2 separate regions of the Canis lupus genome follow, and region 1 is linked to region 2. A link is a contact called in public Hi-C data. All regions are on one chromosome and are shown on one strand. The core of a region is the stretch at or near the end of the contact, and the rest is flanking DNA. Distances in the headings are between cores, read along the strand shown. Region 1 has its middle 22 kb from the start of TRNAM-CAU. Region 2 has its middle 73 kb from the start of CLDN23.

Region 1 (4,063 bases), core at 1,456-3,955, 99 kb after region 2:
CACCCCCAGGAGGTGGGGAGGTGGAGGAAATTAACTCTGCCCTTCTCCAAACATCTCCTTGAAGCATCTGGAAGCTCAGATTGAGAACATTTTCATCCCCATTCATTGAGCCTCAAAACAACAGGATACATGAAAACTTTATTATTCTGGAAGTAGAATTTCCGATTATAGGTAGAGTTCAAGAGTTTGGCCAATTTCAGCAACTATTCTGAATATAAAATTGAGATTATATATCTTTCATGAAGAAACAATAATGGTTTGCATTTTCTGGGTGCCTACTGTGTGCCTGCATGGTGCAAAGTCCTGAGCTCACACCAACTCATTTTATGGCTTTTGTAACAGGGGGTTAAAGGTGACGTTTCCACATTCTGTATTTGGCAGAGGCTTCAAAGCTTGAGCACAATAGATGCCAGTCATTGCTGTAGAACCTGTTCTGCCACCATCATCCATCACCCACCTCCAGGCTACACAAGACAAAGTGAAAAAAAAATCCACTGAGAAATATCATGACTTGAGTTTGTCACTCAGCTTTTTTATGCGATGATAGAAAGCCGTGTTCGAAAAGAGCTTTGGAAGCATGTCAGACTTGATCTGTTGTATGGTTCAGGTTAGCTCGAGTTTTCTTTTTTTTTTTTTCTTTTTTCTTTCTTTTCTTCTTTTAAAAAATTTGTTTATTTATTTCTTCATGAGAGACACTGAGACAGAGAGAGGCAGAGACACAGGCAGAGGGAGAAGCAGGGTCCCTGCGGGGACCCCATTGTGGAACACGATCCCAGGACCCCGAGATCATGACCTGAACCAAAGGCAGATGCTCAACCACTGAGACACCCAGGAGTCCCAAGTTTTCTTTCTTATTAAAACCAAAGTACCTTGGACTCTACATGAATTCTCAGAGTTCTCAGAGTTAGGAGCAAAGGCTCAGAATACCCCACAATCACAAAAGTGCATTTTCCCATCTGACCTGGCAAATAGACCAGTGGAAAAGAAGCGGATTATGAATATCTCCCTAAAATAAGAAATACAAGGTTATTGTGAAGCTAGTTTATGAACCCACCACCCTCCCTTTACTTCTTGTCCTGCTCTTGTACAATGCTGGCATTTGGAGTTATTTTTCAGTTAACACTTAAGTTAGTTTCCTAGGGCTACAACGTAATACAAACTGAGTGCCTTAAAACAACAGAAATGTATTTGCTAAAGGTTCTGGAGGCCAGAAGTCTGAAAACAAAATGTTGGCAAGATTCTGCTTTCTCTGAGGCTAAGGGAAGGATCCTTCTGTGTGTCTTCCATCTTCTGGTGGCCCCACTGTTCCTTGGCTTGTGATAGCATGACTTCCATCATCGTGTAGCTTTCTGCCTGCGTGTCTGTGTCCAAATATCCCTCCTTCTATAAGGACAGCAGTCATATTGCACTCAGGGTCTATCCCACTCCAGTATGACTTCATTACATCTGCAAGAACCCTATTTCTAAATAAAGTCACATTTTGAGATACTGGGGTTTAAGACTTCAGCATATCTTTGGTGGGAGGTGGGAGAGACACAGTTCAACCCATAGCAACACTCAGTTATGCTTCCAGTCCACATGGAAGTGGAATTCCCAAATAGGGCACTTTTGTGAAGAAATCTAAGGTTGTTTCACTCGGTATAATACCCTCCAGTTCCATCCACATCAAAGCAAATGGTGGATATTTGTTCTTTCTGATGGCTGAGTAATATTCCACTGTATATATATAAGTCAATCGGAGAAGGACAATCATCAGATGATTTCACTCATATGTGGAATATAAGAAATAGTGAAAGGGATTATAAGGGAAAAGAGGGAAACTGAGTGAGGAAAAATTAGAGGAGACAAATCATGAGAGACTCCCCACTCTGGGAAACAAACAAACAGTTGTGGAAGGGGAGGCCAGTGTCAGGGGGTGCGGTAACTGGGTGATGGGCAATAAGGAGGGCACCTGATGGGATGAGCACTGGGTGTTATACTGTATGTTGGCAAATTGAATTTAAATTTTAAAAAAATTAAAAAAAATAAAAAACCTAACACACCAAACCAAATACTTCAAAATATGTTTTCCAATGAGTGAGAAAACCAACATTAATCCTAAGAACATGTTTATCCCAAATCCCTCATCTTGAGGGTTTTACCATTCTCTTTGGAGCTCACTTTAAAATTCAGTCTTTTTCCAACCATGTAATTAAAAAAAAAAAAAAAAAGGAAAGAAAAAGAAACTTTTTTCATATAAAATTACATACAGAAAAATTAACTTGAAGTCCAACACAAAGTTTGATCTTTACAGGCATAATTCCAAAACTGATGCCCAAAAATGGGCATTTGTACAATTTCATGCTTCACCCTTAATTTCTTTTTATATAAAGTAATGGAAAAATTAAAAAAAAAAAAAAAGAAAATAGTAAAGGAAATCTAAGGTTGTCTCTGAAGGCTGCCTTCTACTGGGAGCCTGTTTCCACTGCGGGGCTTCCCAGTGTTCTCAGATTCTCCACCAAGACAACAAGGCATTTCATCCCATTGCTGGCCCTGAATTATGTTGTTATCCCTCCTAGAATCTTTACTTTATAGATGTTGACCATTTGACTTGAGCTGAAAGAAAAAAAAGAGTTCAGGACAGAGCAGAGACAAAGGAGCAGGGGAGTGAGGAAGAGGCCCAGGATGCCAGAGTGAGGTGGGAACACATCAGAAACACGGTGCCAAGCACCCCTGCTCCCCGTGCACGGCCTCCCACAGAGCCGGCCAAATGGACGTTGGTCAAAATCACTCTTTAAGCACAAGTTGTGTAAAGCCACTCCTGGCGATCACACCCTGTCTCTGCTAGTATCACTCGTGCTAGTGACTGGTACAGAGCAATTGGAGCAGTGCCCCGACCCACCCCCGACCAGCAGCCGAGAGGCATCTCACTTGGCAGTCACGGCCAAGTAGAATTCCAACCCCGGTAAACTGTGGCATCTTCCCAAGAAGGGCTGATTAAGTTTGTTATCTAAAATTAAAACTATTTAATAGAAATATAGTTACATAATACATGTAGTTTATATGCTGTGCTATATATAATTATACTTCTATGATATTTAATATAAGAGTTTTTTTCTTAGGAAAAAAACTAATTCTGGGAAAAATTCCAAATAAGTGAAAATGCTACTGCCTTCAGGGTGTGTAGTGGATCTTTTTTCTGCATATCAATTCAAGAATAGAGTCTGCTCAGTTCATACTGATAGGTCACTATGTATTTCTGCCATTACAACTCAGGCAAAGTCTTTGGCCTCATTCTTTTTTTTTTTTAAAGATTTTATTTATTTATTTATTCATGAAAGACTGAGAGACAGAGAGAGCCAGAAACAAAGGCAGAGGGAGAAGCAGGCTCCATGCACCGGGAGCCCGATGTGGATTCGATCCCGGGTCTCCAGGATCGCGCCCTGGGCCAAAGGCAGGCGCCAAACCGCTGCGCCACCCAGGGATCCCTTCGGCCTCATTCTTATAAGAGTCTCCCGGGGCACCCCTTCACACCACCGCAGGAGCACCGTAAACTTTGTGTCTTCCTCCAGCCACATCTAACACCATATCTGATATACAGTGGATGCTATATAAACAAATTTTCATCTCAGCAAAAAGGGCAATTGCTTTTCTGTCTTTTTAAGGGAAATCTGTCATGGCTAAAGACGATATTTGACTCTGCAAGCCTTGGTAAGCCTTGAAATCTTGAGTATAACTAAGGTTACTACTTTGAAGAATTAAAAGAGGAGGGGCTCCTGGGTGGCTCAGTGGTTGAGCATCTGTCTTTGGCTCAGGGTGTGATCCTGGGTCCTGGGATCGACTCCCACATCGGCTCTCCGTGGGAGCCTGCTTCTCTCTCTGCTTGTGTCTCTGCCTCTCTGTCTCTTGTAAGTAAATAAATAATATCTTAAAAAAACAAAGAATTAAAAGAGGAATAAAACAAGAAACTTTCTGATGCCTTAAAGACTATGTCATTTCCTACAAAAGATTTAAGAGGTAAAGCTAGGAGGACTGCCAGCTTGGAAACTGAATTTAAGCTTGATCAAGGCAAACATCGCATACT
Region 2 (3,721 bases), core at 793-3,292:
TCAGTGGGAGACTTCCACTTCTATTTTTTGAACTGGCATCTTACTCTATCCATCGGAGGGATCTTGATCATCATCACTAAAGAAACTTGTGGCTGTTCTTAGGGTTTCTTGATAACTTATTCAGATACCAATCTAAACCTATCTGTATTCTGTTCTTTATTCCCTCAATCTTGTTACTTCGAATATATATGAGCATCAGAGGGAAAGTTGCTGATTCCGTGGCTGTATATCAAGGAGCTTTTATTGCTCAATTAATATATACAGTCTGAGTTACAGATATTTTAGTCATTATATACAAGTAAGGAAAAAAATCAATAAAATGAACATATTACCAGCAACTGCTCAAACACTTGTCAGTGTAAACTGTCAACAGCGATTATTCATAGGACGGATGAAATAAAAAATCTCACATCACAAGAAAGACACATTTGTTAGAAATCTTTTCTTTTTTAAAGATTGTATTTATTTATTCATGAGAGACACACAGAGAGAGCCGGGGGGGGGGGGTGGATGGCGGTCAGAGACACAGGCAGAGGGAGAAGCAGACCCCTGCAGGGAGCCTGACGTGGGACTTGATCCCAAGACCCCAGGATCATGCTCTGAGCTGAAGGCAGATGCTCAACCACTGATCCACCCAGGCATCCCTGAAATCTTTTTAGGTGACACAATGTCAAGCATTGGCAGATACAGCTTAGCATCTCCTGGCTATTGAACTTTTTTTTTTTTAACTTTTATTTATTTATGATAGTCACACAGAGAGAGAGAGAGAGAGAGAGAGAGAGAGAGAGAGGCGGAGACATAGGCAGAGGGAGAAGCAGGCTCCATGCACCGGGAGCCCGATATGGGATTCGATCCGGGGTCTCCAGGATCGCGCCCTGGGCCAAAGGCAGGCGCTAAACCGCTGCGCCACCCAGGGATCCCCATCTCCTGGCTATTGAAACCAAAGTTTGAAATGATCTCCCCGCCCGTGGATGAATAACTCTTAAAAGCACAGGTTAGCAGAGCTGCAATGGATTTTATAGAAGAATTAAAACCAGGTTAATTTTATTTTGTCTAGCTTTCTGAAACTAAGGCTCAGAAAGGGAAAATAATTTGATTATTCTCTCCAGTTAAACCTTACATACTTTTTATAATATTCTTTTTTAAGTTGGGTATTTCTGTAGCAATTATGGCAAGTCTTCCATGTTTCTAGGATCAGCTTTAGCTTGTGTGGTGCAGTGAGACTTTCCTCAAATATTTGCTAAAGCATAGAATTCATTTGACAAAAGAGAAGGTTTTGTATTCCCCAATAAAAGATAAAACTTGAAGAGCAGAATTCCTGAGCTGCTGGAAGCTCCTTCACCTTCTGTCCTCATGACCAAAGCCCTTCAACAAGCTCTCCACTGAGAGAGCTGGTTAAAGCCTGAGCCTTTTTTTTTTTTTTTTTAAGATTTTATTTATTTATTCATGAGAGACCCAGAGAGAGAAGCAGAGACACAGGCAGAGGGAGAAGCAGGGTCCCTGTGGGGAGCCTGATGTGGGACTCGATCCCAGGATCCCGGGATCATGACCTGAGCCAAAGGCAGATGCTAAACCACTGAGCCACCCAGACATCCCAAGCCCAGCCCCTTAAACCAGGTCTCCCTTCCCCTTGAGCCCAGATGGTCCAGAGCCCAGACCCATACTTGCTTCAAAAGTCACATGGGTCTGAATGCTCATTCTCTGAATTTAAGCCTGGCTATGTCTATGTCCTCTTGATCCCTCAGTGTGACTTCATGAAGCCACCTAGGTCCTTCCTGGCCCTCAGTGACTATGGCATCAGGACCCTTACTGAGTAGACACAGAGATAGGATTCCATGTGCAAGGGACATATGAGCCAGGACAGGCCAGGAGCCTGTGGACCAGAGCCCTGACTCTAGGGGGAGCAGGGGCAGGAGGAAGGGCTGGGAGGAAGGGTTGCAGACAGCAGTGCCCCTCTAAGGGCTCTACGGCCAGGTTGGAGCCGAGTTCCAGAGCTAAGGGATGGTCAGAGGAGGCCCAGTCCTCAGCCTTGGCCTGGAACAGTCCAGAGAGGAGATGCCAGGGCGGCCGGTCAGCTGGCTCCCTGCAGCAGGAGGTCTGGGCCATGCATCTCCAGGGCGGCCACCCTTCGGCACCTTTTGTCATTTGGTGCTTTCTCGTCCTGCCTCACTGAATTGTTATTTTAGCCTATACTGTTATTAAACATCATGGTTAACATTTATGGAGCATTTATGACAGCCAGCTGCTCTGCTAAGCGCTGTATTTGCAAAAGAGGAACAAATTGCTCGGGTCTCAAACACACACCCTTAACATGAACTTTATCAGTTGTCTTTCATATCTGAATTTATATTTGGGGCCCACATTCCACTAAGAGTAGGAATGTCATTTTAGCCGATTCATGTTTTCTGCTGTGAACTCTGGGGCTCTCACCTCCCTCCTTCCTCCTCAGTGTTGCATCTAAGGTCCTCAGAGGGGGGTTTAGAGTCAAGGCGCCTGTGGGGGTGTCCAGTCCCTCATCTGCGTGTGTCCACACTGGCATCTTCTGCTGAATCCCACTGCCGCTGGCCTCTGGTGTGCTTCTCTACACCTGGACAATGTTCAAATTTGTCTGGTTTCCCATGGAAAGATCTGCAGCTAACCCTACTTCTGCCTTTCGACACCTCAAGGTCTCTCTGGGCCGCTGTGATGCCCACCAGTGCCACTAGGGAACTCAGGGGCACCATCTCAGCTGCCCTCATAGTGACACCCACTGCGGCGTCTCCTCCCTTTAGGGGAAGGGATGCCTGAGTCCTGCTGTTTCCCAGGATCTACCCGGGAGGTAAGATACAGGCTACTTCCGTCTTCAGATTCTCAGGCTCCTCTGGAGGTTTTGTTATCCCATGACCCACAGTCAATGTGGGGATGTGGGATATGGGCCTTAGAACTCTGGCTCACCCTGCTGCATATTCAGGTTTGCTTTCCTTTTGCTTCTCTCTGTCAAGCCCAGGGGATCATCTCTTCTCAGGCAGAAAGTTGGGTCAGCAGTATTCTCTTAAAATCACCATTTTTAAAGATTTAAAAATATTTTCAATGCTTGAGTCTTGGCTTTTGCTAAGTGCTTTGCATCTGTTATCTCAATTGCAACAGCAAAATGTTTATAATGTTTACAGAGTAGTTCAGAGAGGTAAACTAGCTGGGCTAAGGCCACACAGACTGCAGGTGCCAGGCTGGGTTTGAAAGTACTTGATGAGACTTCAGAGCCTACGCTCTTATCATTCCTTGAATTCTCCCTGGAATCATTGGTACTTTCTCCTTTAGGGCAGGTTTTGTTTTCTCAAATAACGTTTAAGCATTTTAGAAACAGGATCCATGAAATACTTCCTCTGTAAAATGGGTTTAAATGAAGCTGGAGAGTTGTTACTTAGTTGTAAGAAAACATTGTATCTGCCCTAAAAGACAAAACATAGAAATTGTTGTTCAACTGGCCTAAGGTCATCACTCAGCATTCAATCAGGAAGTCTTTTTTTTTTTTTAAAGATTTTTTTTATTCATGACACAGAGAGAGAGAGAGAGGGAGGCAGAGACACAGGCAGAGAGAGAAGCAGGCTCCATGCAGGGAGCCTGCTGTGGGACTCGATCCCAGGTCCTCAGGATCACACCCTGAGCCGAAGGCAGCGCTAAACCACTGTGCCACCTGGGCTGCCCCGATCAGGAAGTCTTTAAGAGGAGAATAATCTGAGGT

The links. A called contact is a pair of places that touch in the nucleus more often than the background predicts.
Region 1: a contact with region 2 is called in a Hi-C map of skin fibroblasts, with 5 times the contacts expected there. The contact joins two enhancer-like sites. A contact is called at or near these places in 6 of 9 Hi-C or Micro-C datasets (amygdala, blood, liver and 1 more).

The regions. Positions count from the first base shown.
Region 1 is chr16:36,632,091-36,636,153 of UU_Cfam_GSD_1.0, forward strand. No RefSeq gene overlaps it. Among named protein-coding and RNA genes, the nearest start is that of TRNAM-CAU, 22 kb to the right of the region's middle. Within about 2 kb of position 2,706, at least 7 of the 20 cell types and tissues checked have an H3K27ac peak or open chromatin away from gene starts, as enhancers often do.
Region 2 is chr16:36,533,584-36,537,304 of UU_Cfam_GSD_1.0, forward strand. No RefSeq gene overlaps it. Among named protein-coding and RNA genes, the nearest start is that of CLDN23, 73 kb to the right of the region's middle. Within about 2 kb of position 2,043, at least 3 of the 20 cell types and tissues checked have an H3K27ac peak or open chromatin away from gene starts, as enhancers often do.